Regions from separate parts of the Siniperca chuatsi genome. Here region 2 is linked to region 1. Evidence: chromatin contacts called from public Hi-C data. All regions are on one chromosome and are shown on one strand. Each heading gives the region's core, a stretch centred on a gene start, on an enhancer-like site or on the middle of the called end of the contact. The rest is flanking DNA. Distances are from core to core; before and after follow the strand shown. Region 1 holds the start of bckdhb (2-oxoisovalerate dehydrogenase subunit beta, mitochondrial). Region 2 holds the start of ube3d (E3 ubiquitin-protein ligase E3D).

Region 1 (4,397 bases), core at 1,026-3,525:
CCAAAGATGACTGCAGATAAACACACAACACAGTCAGTGTAAGGTTCTGTGCTCTGGCATGGAAGAATAGAATAAGCAAGAATATACAAGTCCAAATAAAATACAAAAAAGTCAACATGAGATGGGAAAAGTATGATTATTTTATTTTTAACATGCCTACAGCTCTCTGCCAAATTCCATTAGTATAATCTTACAATAAATTCCCCTTGTTATATGGATCTTAAAAATCTGATGTAATGCAATAACACACTAACAAGGAACAACATGTGTAACTAACACAAGATTTACATTTCTACATCATGATGTTCCTGGACATACAGTCATACAATTGTGACACAGAGTAAGATTATTTTAGCAAGACAATCAAATATTTTAAAAGGTGCAATGTTTAATTAGATATATCTAATCTGTAGATTAGTGTGACGCATCCCATTATAGTCCAACATTTTGCATGGCTCGCATCTAGTCTTACACAAATGATTTAAAAGCCAGTGTTTGATGATAAATTAGGTAAAAGGGTAGATTTTCATATAATAACAGCTATAAAATTCCATTTCCTGTTTTAGCATCCTACCTGCTGTTGGATCACTGGCCAGAGTGTTGTCCAAGGCACTTGTAACTGACTGGAACAAGTTCATCTTTTGGGTGGGACCTAAAAGGGTTTTAAGATTAAAAAAATAAACTGTTTAAAAGGATCTGACACAAGCAACAATTAATATGACAAACAGTACACTGTTATACACAACTATAAGTGACCAGACCAGTTATTGCAGGAAAGAAACCACATTAAGGAAACTTGGCAGTGATTCACTGCCTTCAATCGATGGGACACACACTTCTTTGTTACAGAAAAGGAACTACTAGCAGTTTCTCAACACTGGGTTGTCTTTCTGGATCCAGTAGAAATGTTGAGTGTATGTTCATGTCTTTTAAGAGTACCAACATCCTGGTCAAATGAACTGTAGGACAAACAATGAGCTCATACCTTGTTTGGGACTGACTCACACTATGAGAGATCACAGATACCATTCTTTTGTGTGATAAGGCCACGTCAAAAGTTCGTTAGAGCTGTCATGCTATAATGACCTGATGCACCATGCAGTGCTTTCATTTCAATAAAATGTCAAGAAGCTTTACCATTTAAGCCTACGCCATCTTGTACCAGGTAGTCGAGCTTACTAGCAATGGCAGCATTAACATTTTAAAACAGAGTTCTGCCTTAGCTATAGTTAACCAACATTATTCCATACAGCAGGTATCATGGTTAGAAATCGGCTCTCTTGCTTTTAAAGACCCCCTCCAGTCCAGTGTGTTTTGCTTATTGTTACTTGACTTGGATGTTTGAGCTTCGCTGTGCAAAATGATGTATGTATGCGCAGACTTTGACACTAGAAGGATGTTTTAAAGTTCTTTAAAGATCTGCTGTAGGGGAAAGTTTCTCTGAGCTCACCTTAAATCTCAGTTTGACACGTGTATGTATGAGATGATTTTTGTACACAAGAGTTATGTAGAAACCTGAAACTTCCAATGGACGTACACTGAGAATGGACTTTCAGTGAAGTGGGAGACATCTTGTGTCTAAAAGTTACACTTCTGAAATTAACAACATTTTACATATTCATAAAAGCTAGATTTTCAGTGAGAGAGAAGGAGTAGATGTAAATTAAAGAATTTTCAAATAAGTAATTAAACATTTTAGTGGAACTAACATACCAGACACAAATTTATTTCTAAAAATGTTTAGAGGGGATCTTTAAATATTTGGTGCAAAGCGTTGAACCTGTAACGTTACCGACTGTGCGGTTAAATGACTGACATGGGACAACTGAATAGATAACGTTTGAGTAAATACAACCTTTTCTTATCTCCTAACCAGAAACTGTTCACAATTCTGGTAAGTCACTTGTCTTTTTAGCTTAGTAGCTAAACTATGGAAGCTTCCAGTGCTATAACTTTACAAGTCTCTCCTATTAACGTAGCTAACGTTAGCCGGCTAACCAGACACTCACCATATTGTGTCGGGACAGGGTCAGGCTGGTAGGTAAAATGCGTTGCATGTCTTCGCTGTGTTTTTGTATGGGAGTTGCAGCTCGGCGACAATTTCAGCAGACTGGCACCAAAAGAGCTCTGAGCCCCGGTGCCAATACCAGAGACGCAAAGTTTCGAGTTTGCACCTCGGATGAAGAACCGTGCAGCAGCCGCCATCATTGTTGTTATGGCTGACTGGGAAGGGTAAGGTGAATCAAAGTGTGAAGATCGTCTAGTAAAGCGAGACAGCATCACTCAGTGGAGAGAAACTGCATTATATTCCGGCATCTAGCCGAAATCCTGTTTGCATACAACATCGATATCCCGAGGGGTTTTGAACAATATATTCGTATATTTATTTTGTTTAAATTTTAAGAGCTATTATAGTAGATACCCATTTAGTTTAGAATATGGTGAGAAAATCCCTTTTATCTTGTAGAAAGAGCGTCGGAAAAGTGAAACAGAGGCTAGTATGAGAAGGAAAAGGAACGTCGTCTCTCTGTGGTACCCCGGAATAGTGGCAGAGTGACAACTCCTCTTTCCTCCTCTCCAGCCGCCATGAGCAAATGAAGGTTGTGATTGGTCATAAAGGAGGGCGGCGTGCGTCGTAGAGATTTTGATACTGTCAGTGAGCACACTAATGAAAGTGGCCTACAGATATACAGTATACACGTGAATATGAAAGTGGCCAAATTCACGTCAGTCACACGCAGCCGTTTCAGTCTTGGGTTTACGTAGAGAAGTCTGCATCAGCTTTCTAAAAGTTGACTGCACTTTTACCCCATTCTTCAAGTACTCAGGCTCTCATTACCTTTCAAGTCCTGACACACTTGATTGTATTGAGGTCTGCACTCCTTCTGGTAATGTGCGGCATTTATAGCGTTTGGTATGATGGTCAATAAGCTCAGTTGTCACACGAACATCAGCTGTGATCAGAACCACAATGCAATACAATACTCCATTCAAAGTAAAAGTCACAAATTAGGATATACACAAGAAAAAGTATTAGCATTAGTAAACTATCAATAGGAAAAGCATGCATTGCTTTCAGTGTTATTGCAGGAGGTCTTATGTTGAAGGCGGTTTAACTATATGTTCCAGCTGTAATGTGAAAAGAAACATGGACACTGTGTTTCTCTTGGTATCACCAGATATGACCTGTACAGAATATAGTTTTCTATTACTGACTGCATATTTACATCATACTGCTGTAAGCCACAAAGTATATAAAGTAATAGATAAAGTAAGTGGTTATTTTAAAGTCCAACAAATGTAGAACTGTGCTGATAAATGTACAGTGAAGTAAAAAGGACAATAGGCTTCTTCCTCTGAAATATAGTGGTCTGTACATACATACACTACTTTAGTAAATGTACCTTATACCTCTGCTTAACTGCACCTGATGATGTCATTTATTAGTAGTGATTAAATAACAGTTTTATTATTGATTATTATTATTTCTGATTCTGATAGGCATCTTCTTTTCACATCATATTATAGACAAAGGGGCATCACTATTTTCAGGTAAACCTCTGAAGAAGTTTCCATATAATCAAGGCTGGATGAACAATGGGGCAAAAGGTGATTGGTTTTGGGTATTTTGACTCATTGCAAATGTGTTAGTCGATTTCCACCACTAAAGTACATCCACATCAATGTGTCAACCAAGGCAGGTGATGACGGGGGTCAACAGGGGCTCTACAAGGCATTTTTGCCCCAGGGCCCCCAAACAGGTTGATCCAACCATGCATATAATGGGGCCCATCACAGTTTTTGTTAATAATTAACGGTGTTCAAATGATCATAAACTGAATGAATCACTCATTCACATTTTTTTATAGGTTATAGTTGATGTTTTAGTTAATTTAGCTGAATTCAAAAGATTCAATCAATCAGATCATCATTCAGATCAATTCATAGATTGATATGTATACTTAAAATCTTGCAAGATTTAACACACTAATAAAAATGTGATAAAATAAATAACAAAAATGTGATCAAAATCAATATATTACAAGCAATGACAGCAAAATCTACTTGAAACTAATTAATCATCTGACTTATTCATTATAAAAGAAAATTTAAAAAGTTTTGAATTTATGTTATAAATTAATAATACATAGAACAGATGAGGGTTCAGGTTGCAAAAACTCTTGCAAGAAACCCGTTTTGTTTAGGCTTAAATGATGATCATGTCTAATGATGCACGTGGAGACAAAACATATCAACCAGAGAATCCTTCACATCAGCTCCTTATAGGGGTGTTATAATAAAATAACATAATAATAATAAATAACTAAATTGCAAGTTATTCGTACAGACTGTTCATTTAACTATTTTTGTATAGCCTATATGCATCTCTAAAACTC
Region 2 (4,397 bases), core at 1,028-3,527, 200 kb before region 1:
GACATTTTGACTGGCCACAGCAGGAAAGGTGGAACTGATAACATTATTCATGACTCAGTACCAATTGAATTGAATGTCCCAGGAAACCATATCAGTGAGCCATAAAGCACACTGCAGCTAATGCTAATTACTGTTATTAATCACACCTGTGCGTTTCCTGTAGTGACATGTCAAAACGTCAGCCGTGAAAAGTGCCTATAGCAGACAGACAGAGAACTGAAGACGCTTTGAGAAGTAGCAATACTGAGAGCCTGAGACAGTCGTGTAGTTGGAAATTCAGGGAAATGTAACGTTGTGTGTAAGAGACTGGCTTGTGACCGCTGGCAGTTTTGCACTCACTGAGCTAAACAGACATGAGTACGGCTGCAAAGTGTCAACAACATAGTAACTGTAGAGCAGGTACCGCACACCTGTCGTCCGAACTACAGCAGCCGTTGCACACGTTGTATGTTAACGTTCTTTGGTGGAAAAAATACCGCTAATATAAACGCACCTTTAGCCAAGGAATACTTGCAAAATTTTCATAACCGCGTTACTGTCGTTATAATTTGTGTGTGAGAAAGGAACTGTTACAGTTACAGTAACGCTATAGCTAACAGCTACCTTGCCACTAGCTAACCTAAGTTAGGTGAGGTGATTTCAGCTAACGTACATGGCACACAACGTTAAACATTTAAGCTGATGTAAAAGCTTACCGTTGTAGTATATAGGCCAGCAACTGTCATTCAATCATGTGCCCGGTTCGCCGAGTAAAAACGGCTGACAACGTCAATAATATGACTAGCAAGCTAGCTAACGTTAGTAGCAGGTAGTTTAAATGATGTAGATGCAGGGCCCGGCTCTGATGTCACCCCTTCATGTAACCTCAGTCAAGTCCTTTGACAATAAGGCTTTGGAAGCAGATAATAGGTAATTATATTCTCATTTCTCTTAATATGGTCCCGCAGTGTGTAAATAAACAGTGATGAGCGCATCAGTAGCTTCCTGTACCAGAGATACAAAGCGAGACGATTGACAGCTCCCAGACTGCACTGCAGATTAGCTGTACGTCCAACTGCTCCAGTCTTCCGCCTCTCTGCTCTGCGGAGTCACCATGGAAGTCACCCACAGTTGCACCAAAGAATCTCGGAGGTTAAGTTCTCTGTCTTCACAATAAAAGCTGAATATTTTTCAGATTTGAAAAGTTCAACTTCGGCTTCAGCAGTTACAGCGTCTGCGTATTTTAGCACGTGTTATTGTTTTGTATTATTTTAATCAAGTTACCTAATGGTTCGACTGTTAAGCTGCAACACATACTCTTGCCTTTAATCTCTGGAGACATACAGTCTTATAAATTGCACATTCGAATATTTTATGTCCAAACAATAACAACAAATAATAATAAAACCCCTTTTGACAAAGTAGTTTTTCACTAATTTTCCCTCCTGGGTCTGAGCAGGAGGTCTTGCTACCATGCACTGTAGAGGGAGTTTCTGGAGGCCATAATTTAGCTGAGTTGTGGAAGCAACATTACTCTGCTTTATTTAATTGTGTTAAAAGTGAGCCCTACAAAGCGGGCAATATTGCCAACAGTGATACATTGGGAATCACAACCAATGAGCAATAATACAAGCAATAATACAGCTTTCTGAGAATAAAGCAAGTGGTTCAGATCTAATCACTGCAGAGCACCTTAAGTTTGCAAGCCCCAAAGGTTGCAGCTCTTCTTGCCATTTGTTTTATGGCTTTATGACTCATGGACTGTTGACAGACTCTACGTTGTCTGTTACTCTTGTGCCTGTCATCAAGGACAGAGCTGGCAAGGATGGGAGCCTGGATAGTTACAGGCCAATTGCACTAGCCAGTGTGGTATCTCACAGCCTGGAAAGGACTCTAGTAGATCGTTTATGTGAATATATTGATACCACAGACAACCAGTTTGGCTTCAAGGCTAAGCGTGGCACTGAGTTGTGTATCTATGCCTTGAAAGAAGTAGCTGAAATGTATAGAAGGCAAAATTCCTCTGTTCTTCCTCTGTACTGGTATGCCAACCAGAGTGTGCAGGTCAAATGGGGCAATAGAGTCTCTGCTCCCTTTGGATGCTGGTAATGGAGTATGACAAGGGGGGGCTTTTTATCTGTCAGGGTAAGTGCTATGTGTTTGTAAAACAAAACATCTCGGGCACTTCATTACAGATCAAATGTCAGATGCCGATGGCATGTATAGGCAGTGCCTGTAGGCTATTATATGAACTGAACTAACACTTTTTTATTTTGAAATGTCTGACCGGATGCTCTTCTCTTCCTATGGTGTACTTGATACCGGCTGTATCGTCACCCAACTACCAACCTCTGGATTCTGCTAGGTTAAATCAGATAGATGTGCTTTTATGTTTGTTTTACTTTGGATGCTATAGTGCTATCTAACGTCACCTGGCCGCACTGAGTTTTTATTAGTGCATGATTTAATTATTATTATTATTTTTTAATTCTTTCTGAATATTGCGCTGCGTTAATGGCAGACTCGGAGATGCCAGCCAAACCACATGGAGTTGGAGTCTTCATAGAGCTGAGAAAAAGGCTTCAGAGTGGACTACTTATTGTCGGGTAATTATGATAGAAAGCTAAACAGTTACAGTTGGGTCATATTATTCTATTACGTAACATTATTCTGTTTCTTGGCAAGTTATACAAGCTAGGCTAGCTAAGAGCATTAGCTAACTTAGCCCAATAAATGTGGACTGATGCTGCAGCGTCGAGATGAGTTGCTAAATGTTATGTGTCTGTTTCACTGACATATTCAAAACTCTAATGTTAGCTAACCACTGTTACTGCTACTGTTATTTCGCCACTTTGTTTCATGCCACTGTTGTTGGACACTTTGCAGTTGCATCATGTAGCAGCCCTTACCACATTTTTAATGTTGACGATATGTCCCTAATCCTCAAAGACACCTATCTATCTCTCTATATATCTGTCTTGACATTATAAAAGGTGGCACATTAAATTAGTCCTATTTGCCATCTTTTAATTTTGATGGATGTCATAAATGTGTAAAAGAGGCTACATGAGAAATACAAACTGGGCTTGTCTGTAGAACTAAGTGTAAAACTGTGGTTCCTGCTTATTGTATCTTAAAACATGTAGAAAAGTAGCTAATTGCATCATGAGAGGAGGTTTTGCATATGGTACATGTGGAGTGTTTATCAGTGGTGGGGTAACTATGTGCATTTACTTACTTAAGTACTATGTGCATGTACTTAAGAACAATTTTGAGGTATGTGTACTTATTTGAGTATTTCCATTGAATGCTGCCTTATAGTTCTACTCCTCTGCATTTCAAAGGGAAATGTTGTACTTTTCACACCACTATATTTATTTGAGAGACAGCCATAGTTACTAGTTACTTTCCAGATTAAGATTTTACGTGCAAAACACAAGATCACTTTATAAAATATGATGCATTATTATAGATTAAACTATGCAACAGTATATTACGCTGTTTAATTTTTTCCAACTTGACAATCTACAACATTAAAGTACACCTACATATATAATAATGATCCTATAATATAATGATATAACACTGCAAGGGGTAATTCTGCATAATGACTGCTTTTATTTTGGATACGTTAGGTACAATTTTTGGGCCTGATAATTATCAGGAGTGTACCCTGCGTCTCCTTTCTTCACACAGACAGTATAGCCTGGATATCATAGTGTAAAGGCATGCTAATTAAATAGAATTTGATAGAAGTTAATACTATTATAAGTTGGTGTAACTGCCTGAGTTGTAAAATAAAGATGTACAGTTTTCATGACTGCATATGCCAAAAGGGTTTAATTACACATAGTAGAACAAAATGCTTGTTTTTTTAAAGCACTTTGTAAACTTGTATTTGAAAAGTACTATAAGAATAAAGGATTATTCATATTATATTATTATTATTATTATTATTATCAATTCATTAACTAATGATATATTGCAGCAAAGATGAGCTTTGATTACGGCGCCTCTGCTTGCTGAAAATAGATGTAGTTGACCTCCACCATCACTAGATGGGGTTAATGAGATTTGACAGGCAGTAGAATGAGCCCTGGTCCTCTCCTCTCTCCCAAAGCACTGACTGTACAGTGGAGAGGTGACTCTGTACCCAACTGCACAGCGGGAGGAATCTTGTTCTCACTACATATAACTACATTTTGTACAACTAATATAGAGCTGAAAGTTATGTGAAGACTAGGAGAGCTGAAGTTAAACATTTCTCGTAAAAGGAGATTAAATAAAAGCCACCATCCACTTAGAGTAGGACTGTACACTTTCAATGTTTCCAGTGCTGTAAGAAAAACATAATATACATACAAAACAATGTAACAAAATCCCTTGAAGTACAGCACTATAACCAGAGGAAGTGCTCG

What was found. A called contact is a pair of places that touch in the nucleus more often than the background predicts.
Region 2: a Hi-C map of skeletal muscle shows a contact between it and region 1, with 6 times the contacts expected there. The contact joins the promoter of ube3d here to the promoter of bckdhb in region 1. A contact is called at or near these places in 2 of 3 Hi-C or Micro-C datasets (skeletal muscle and an unstated tissue).

Annotation. Positions count from the first base shown.
Region 1 is chrLG9:23,729,387-23,733,783 of ASM2008510v1, reverse strand. It overlaps bckdhb (2-oxoisovalerate dehydrogenase subunit beta, mitochondrial), which reads right to left and starts at 2,275. Exons shown (of 11, transcript XM_044207847.1): 1 at 2,010-2,275; 2 at 575-652; 3 at 1-10. The coding sequence starts at 2,208.
Region 2 is chrLG9:23,930,342-23,934,738 of ASM2008510v1, reverse strand. It overlaps ube3d (E3 ubiquitin-protein ligase E3D), which reads left to right and starts at 2,277. Exons shown (of 10, transcript XM_044208625.1): 1 at 2,277-2,585. The coding sequence starts at 2,494. It overlaps dop1a (protein dopey-1), which reads right to left and starts at 1,120. Exons shown (of 37, transcript XM_044207965.1): 1 at 696-1,120.